Linked DNA regions of Triticum aestivum: region 2 is linked to region 1. A link is a contact called in public Hi-C data. All regions are on one chromosome and are shown on one strand. Each heading gives the region's core, a stretch centred on a gene start, on an enhancer-like site or on the middle of the called end of the contact. The rest is flanking DNA. Distances are from core to core; before and after follow the strand shown.

Region 1 (3,545 bases), core at 363-2,862:
AGCTAGAATATTTTTCCATTATCTAAAAAACACGAAAGGAAGAAAGGAATAACTATGATATTTTTTACTTAAAAGAAACTTTCTATGATTTTTATAACATTAAATATCATTTGCTATTTTAAAATGTACATTTATTTCAGAAAAAATATTTGGATTTTTTGAAGAAAATATTTCTATATTTTTTATAATGTCCAGCGGACCTCCTTGAACTATTATGAAAGTTCAATTTACCTCGCACATGGCTGACGTCGCGTCAAGACAGGGGTGGGCGTTCGGTTACACCGAACCGTTCGGTTCGGTGCTTCGGTCGCTGGGAATCTTCGGTTCTAGGAAATCAAGCACCGATCGGTCAATGGTAATTAGGCTAACCGAGTCTTCGGTCCACCGTTAGAATCGGTTCGGTGTCGGTTGGGACCGAACACACCCAAGAAAGCCCATGGGCTGGGGCGCTGCAGCGCTGCCCAATGGGCTGGTCGGCGGGAAAAGGTTCTTTTGCAGGCCTGGCAAACAGCACTTGAGCGATAGAGACAGGTTCAGGCTTGGAAAGAACAAGCAACCAACAGCGTGTTTCTTCAGAGTAGTTTTCCGTGCATTGGACCCTGCTGCTGCATCGTTTGACCCCATGGTCTCCTCTGTCGTTGAAGACATCTAGAATACAAGGCAAATGTCAATTACCAACGATTCAGAGAGGAAAACTAATCAAAGCACATGTAACCATTGAACTGAACAGTATGCTAATCAAATCACCATTGAACTGAACATGTACCCTGTACACATGTTGGGTGAGGAATTCTGCAGTTGGGTTGCCGTGCTTGCAGCAGCCAGCCGCCGTTGTTCTTCCGCAGTTCCACTACCAATTTCCGTCGGACGGCGCCGTCACCTATGGCTAGGATTCAGAGCTCTGATGCAATCTCTATTATATATAGGGATTTCGGCAGGGAACAGATCGAGCGGGACTTGCGGTCTTCGGAGAGGAAGGTATCATCCACGCCGCGACTTTTGGAGACGGGATTTGGGAGGCGGCAAGGACGCATCCCTTCCGCGCTTCGTTGATTTTGGAGGAGGCATAGGCGGGGGGCGGTGACCAGTTTCATCGCGTTGAGGGGCTTCGGGTGCTCGGTTAGTTCGGTGGACAGAGGGCCACTACCGAAATCACCGAACAAAGTTCGGTTTTCCACCAACGCTAACCGAGCATGGTACCGAGAATTTCGGTGTCGGTCAGTTCGGCTTCGGTGCAGGTTAATACGGTTCGGTTGATCGGTTCTCGGTTTATATGCCCACCCCGTCATATAAGCCAGTTGACGTGACGCCACGTCAGCAAAACCGCTTTGAAAACCTCATAGGGAGGTGAATCGACCGGTTTCAATAGTTTGAGGGGCATAAGCATCCGGTTCTCTAGTTTAGGAAGGAAATACTGACTCTCACAGAAGTTGAGGGTGGTAATATGGACTTTGTCCCTTTTTTTTTTGAGAACTTGGACTTTGTCCTAGGCTGGTCTCCAGCAGCTCCACACGGTAGGATTTCACTTTCAGCCCAGCTGGCCCATTTAGCCCACACTGCGCCTCATATAAGCCTCCCCGCCGCCGGCAGTCAGTAAAAAAGTTGCCCTCGCGCACGTTGTCTAAAAAAAAAAGTTGCCTTGGCGCACAGCCTCCACCTCCGCTTTGCCCCTGACGCTGCAACCGCTACCGTCGCCATGGGTAAGCATCATTGCGTCCGTCCTTACTAGTTTCTTGTGGATCTGACGCCTCCGTTGTTGTGCGGCAGACCCGGTCAGGTCGGCGGAACTTAGGGCGCAGCTTAAGGAATTGAAGGCGGAGCTGAAGGAACTTAGGGCAGCCAAGGTCACCAACGGTGTCCCCTCCGAGATGTGAGCGCGCCCTCTCTCTTGTTCGTTCGCTTGCCCGTATGTCTATCTTGGGGAATTGAATTGAATTGATTCTAACTAACCGAGCGAAATTGAATCTATCTGGGTTGTTCAGCCGCGCTTTTGTCGCGGAGGTGGCGAAGAAGAAAAGGGCGGCGCTGCGGGAGGCGTACAGCAACCGCGAACCACTCATCCTCCGTCTCAACTCCCGGCAAGACCCGTGCGCATCACCACCAGGTGTTGTCATGCTCCCAGCCCCATGTTGATATACCATCACCAATGCTACTCACTGCGGTCTATGTCAGTATCTGGTGACTGTTTTATTTGGGAACCCATCATAAGATAGATATTCTTGATTATCTGTGACTGGAGGGGTAGCTCTTCTTTTGAAGGGTCTTGTTTCTGACGATAGGACTGACTGTTACCTTAGCGGATTAGTGATTCTTGCATGCTACTGTCTCCTGCATGACAACAGGAACAGTTGGTAGTGATAGAGGAGGAAAATTAAAGTGACATGTATGGAAACTCTATTTAGTAAATATATCGTTGATCAAAACATTCATCCTTGTCAAATTAAAACATTTACACTTTGCTCTCTTCTCTGCAAAACGCCTAGAAAAGGCAGCGCGTGGGTGTTAGGTGGAGCTGGAGCGCTTGCTTCTCTCTACGGCTTGTTAAGTATTGGTGGTTTCTGCTTAAACATTTTGGATGTGGTAGCAATTCTGCTTGCTGGTGTAATTGTTAATTCAAAGTTCACTCCTTATGCGCTTTTATGAAATTGTGCGTTTCTAGCACTTTTCATGTAAACGGACTGCTATTACCCCTAACATAAACATAGGTTGAAATAGTGGGATCTTTTGAAGACTGTTGTTCCAGATGATACTAGTGACTGCACTAGTCTTATTAGTTTCTTGATAGCAGATGTTATGTCAAAGTTACCTTAGTAGTTTAGTGTTTAAAAAGCTGCGCCTAAGGTCTTTCATCTAAGCGATTGCGTTTAAGTGCCTGGATGCTTAAGCACTTGAAAAGGTGTTTTTTTCATGCTTTTTGCTGCTTTAGTGTGTCATTTGCACATCACCGGTCCGTGTTCCCAATACTTAGAGCATCTCCACTAGGCCCCCCAAAAGCCCCCCAGGACCACTTTTTTTGCGCCGGTGGTAAAATCTCGCCCCAGCCATGCACCCAACACCACCATTTTCGCCGGATTTGAGGAAAGTTTCGGCCGGTGCTCCCATGAGAAACCCAACGCGCTGGGGGCGAGCTGGGGGCGCCAACGCTACCTTTTCACGTGCAAACCCCTCTCTCTCCTCTCTTTCCACCTACCCCACCCCGTCGCCCACCTTCCACCGCTGCCTCCTACTCCTCCTCTGCCCCGGCCTCCCCCGCACGCCATGGCGGCCCCGCCTCGCCTCCGCGTCCGGCCCCGCTCTCTCCCGCCTCTCCAAGCCCCCTGCATCTCCAAGCCTCCGCCCCGCGTTCTCTAGCTCCGCCTCCCCCGCGGATCAGCCGGCGGTGGCGGCGGGCGCCGCTGCAGCCGAGAAGGGCGAGGCCCGGGGCGCCGCTGCAGCCTGGACCTCCTCCTCTGCCCCGGTCTCCCGTCGCAGTCGGCCGCACAACCAGGCCGCGCAGGTGCATAGCTCACGCCGTCCCGAGTGCTACCATGCGCGCGCTGTCGCAC
Region 2 (3,545 bases), core at 429-2,928, 280 kb after region 1:
TCAGAAGTACTCATCTCTTATCTGAACCTCTATTGAACTAAACGACTGCCCAAATCCGAACCACTACTCCACTACGCAAAACGATCGAGACGAGACGTACGCATCGCATCACTCGCCGGGAGAGGTGATCGCTGAGGAGGCGCAGTCGCCGAAGGGCTCCCCGACGCCGCAGGTGCCGTTCGTCTGGTCGGTGGCGGACGCGACGGCGAGGTCGGCGAGGTGGAGGCGAGGGAACGGCACGTAGACGCCGTGGACGGCGATGCGCGAGTTGACCACCACGTCGGGCTCCTTGATGGGTATGTAGTTGATGCGGACGTCGTCGTTGGAGGAGGCGGAGCCGGTGGCGTAGTGGGTGACGACGAGGCTCTGCCCCTCGCCGGCCAGCGTGGGGAGGACCGTGCCGGGGCGGAGGCGCTGGAGGTCTGCGCGCGTGAGGCGGTGGTTGGGGACGATGTGGAAGCGCACCGCCGAGACGTAGTCGTGGCCTCCGCCGACGAAGATGGCCGGGTCGTCGAGCGCGAAGAGCGTCAGGTTGGCCAACTTCTCGAGCTCGGCGAACTTGACGCGCATGGCCAGCGCCATGAAGCCGTAGCCCCCGTCGCGGAGTCGCGCCATGGCGTCGCGGATCATGATGCGCACCACGGAGGCAGCGGTGGCCGCGGAGGCTGCGGCGGAGCGGCCGGTGAGGTGATGGTGGTGCTGGCCGTCGAAGCAGGAGTGCGTGAGCGGGCGCAGGAAGCCGTGGAGGCCGTGGACGACGTAGCGGCCGTCGTTGTAGAGCTCGGGGTGGGACACCTCGACGCCGTCGGCGTAGATCCTGGCGTAGTGGATGCCGAAGGGGCCCCGCTCGGTGGCGACCTTGATGCAGAAGCCGACGGAGGCGGAGGGGATCTTCATGGTGGCTGCGGCGGCGAGCTCGGAGTAGGGGTAGTAGCCCATGGCGATGTGCTGCTCGAGGAGGTGGCGGCGCGAGCACATGGGGCAGGCGGCCTGGAGGAAGGCGTCGGGGGCGGCGAAGACGGTGATGGCCCCGGGCCACCTCGCGAGCGGCGGCGCGTGGGCGAGGAGCGGCGCCTCCGACGCCATCTCGTTGTACCCCAGCGAGGTGAGCACCCTGGAGAGCTGCTGCAGCCCCTGCTCGGCGTCGGACACGGCGGGAGGCGGAGGCGGGCTCGTGGTCGTCGCCACGGTGGCAGGGAGCGGAAGAGGCGTGGTGGTCGTCGTCGGCGCGGACCCCTCCTCCTGCGGCCGCGGCGTCGCCTCCGCGAGATCCGGCACCGGGAGGACGAGCGTGGGAGGCGGTGATGCCGCTTCGGCCTGGGGCGGCACGAGCGGAGCGGGACGGGCCTCCGCCGCGTCCGTGGCCTGCGCGTCGGCGAGGACGGGGTCGACGTCGCCGGTGGCGAGCAGGGACTGGGTGTCGGCGTGGAGGTGGTTTTGGTGCATGGAGGGCGCGGCGCTAGGGACGGGGTGGAAGTGGGCGGTCGTGCCGAACGGCGAGCGGTGGTGGTGGTGGTGGGCGCGGGCGGAGGCGGAGGCGGTGGCGCTCTCCGGCGAGTGGGTGGCGGAGGCGGTGGATAGCGCGAGGAGGAGGAGGAGGAGGGGTAGGGGTAGGTTGTGAAGACGGAGAGCCATGGCTGGCTGACTGCCAAGGAAGGAACGAACTGGAATGGGGATGGGGATGGATCCGGAGGGGCTATAAAGAGTAGCCGGCCGCGGCGATGGCAGGGGAGAGAGCGGAGCACGGCGTCAGGTCGCATCACGTCACGTAACCGTCTTGTGCGAGGGACCTAGTCAAAGCGAGTCAAGGGTCCAGCGATCCCAGCCCTTTTTTAGCGCAGGACAAGTGGATTGGATTTCAAATTTGGGTAAGACTACCCACATACCCATAGTGGGAGTAATATCGATGGTAACATCACACTTATCTACTCCCTCCGTGTAGGTGTGTAAGTCATCTTATGAAAACCAAATAATCCTAAAACACTTAGGCGCGGTGCCTTAACTTCTACCTCGTTTCTTGTTTCTTGACATATCAACCAATAAGAGATGAGGGGTGTGCATGTTTTTAATGACTTTAGACTACAAATAAGACATGCAGTGGTTAGTTCATTGCATGCGATGCTATTAATTAACAAATAAACATTAATGTCTCTCGTTTTCCCCTCTTCCTTGATCACGGTGCACAATCTAAGATGGCTTACTCACCTAGACGGAGGGAGTAGGTAAAATAGATGATGTGACATGTAATTAATGAAGAAAAAAAGGCATGTGGTAACATAGCTAGTTACTGTAACATCACAAATATCAAGAAAAGATGAGTCTACAACGTAATAAATGAAGTGATGCATGACACAGTACATATGTTACTACCCACTGTGAAGGTAGTAACATAGACTAGTAACATATGCATGTTACTAGTCTAAGTTACCCATTGTGACTAGTCTAAGTTGAAATGAACACAAGCGGGTCTGTTTTTCTTTGTCGACGGCGTCAACCGGAGATGATGGATCCAGGGCTCGAGTTGCACGGGGTCCGTTTCGTATCCGCGCCAATGCAAATGATCATTAGTGCGCAGTCCCTAGTAGCTCAACCCAAGCTTGCTGCCATAAGCATGATTATATGATTTGGTTGATGAACTTTAAATGCAAATATCCGATAAGGATATTTATTTTGTATACAAATTATTTGAACAATTACAGTCGCTTATGAGATTATCGGTTTTATGTCTAAGATCTTTTAGTCGAAAAGACATACTTATATTTGACATGTTTATTTTATCTTGGCAATGTTGTGTGGCATACTTGCAAAGAATGCTCTCCTTCGTCAGAAAGTGGTTCATAGAGCAATTGATGTATGCCGGAAATAAAACCACTTCATAAAAAACGTCCAAACAGATGCCTCCTTGCTTGGTTGAATTTTATCGCGAGACTTGCATGTGTATGTTCAAATGGTCTTCTACAAACAAATATGGCACATGTTTTGATCCTATTGGAACTAGTACTCCTAAAATTGATGGTTGCTTTTACACGGTGTGAGAGATGCATAATTCAAGAGGACGCAGGTGTTTGTTGAGCAAGCCAGTACGTTGCAATACAACTTCTACTATTTTTTTAGATCTTTGGACGCAATGGCAACTCAGAAAAATGATCAAATTATCTGGTCTGAGATTGCTGAAACACATGAGTTCCTTTGCAGGGGCAAATGTCAGGAAGTAGCAAGTCTACAAGTTGATCTAATTAAGATGTTATGGTTGCCGCTTTCGTTCATAATATGGTTTACACATTTTATTCATATGGAAGTTGTTGTCGGCTTGGTGATTGAAGACTTGGTCTCTTCCATAATATTCCGAGTGATTGAACACACTTGGTAGCATAGGAACTTGACCATCATATTTTGCAACATGACACGACTTGTATGTCGACTTTTGCATTTGCTTAATGGTTGTAGTTAAGATTGCTATTTTTGATATATATGTGTATTACAAACTGAACATGAATTGCATATTTTGAGTTTAATTTCATGATAACATATATGGTGCTTCTGAA

What was found. A called contact is a pair of places that touch in the nucleus more often than the background predicts.
Region 2: a contact with region 1 is called in a Hi-C map of leaf, with 5 times the contacts expected there. The contact joins the promoter of LOC123110344 here to the promoter of LOC123115634 in region 1. A contact is called at or near these places in 2 of 5 Hi-C or Micro-C datasets (both in leaf).

What each region holds. Positions count from the first base shown.
Region 1 is chr5B:51,703,185-51,706,729 of IWGSC CS RefSeq v2.1, forward strand. It overlaps LOC123115634 (60S ribosomal protein L35-3), which reads left to right and starts at 1,613. Exons shown (of 4, transcript XM_044536749.1): 1 at 1,613-1,700; 2 at 1,768-1,870; 3 at 1,983-2,104. The coding sequence starts at 1,697.
Region 2 is chr5B:51,981,789-51,985,333 of IWGSC CS RefSeq v2.1, forward strand. LOC123110344 reads right to left here and starts at 1,679. Exons shown (of 1, transcript XM_044530841.1): 1 at 1-1,679. The coding sequence starts at 1,635. The coding sequence ends at 109.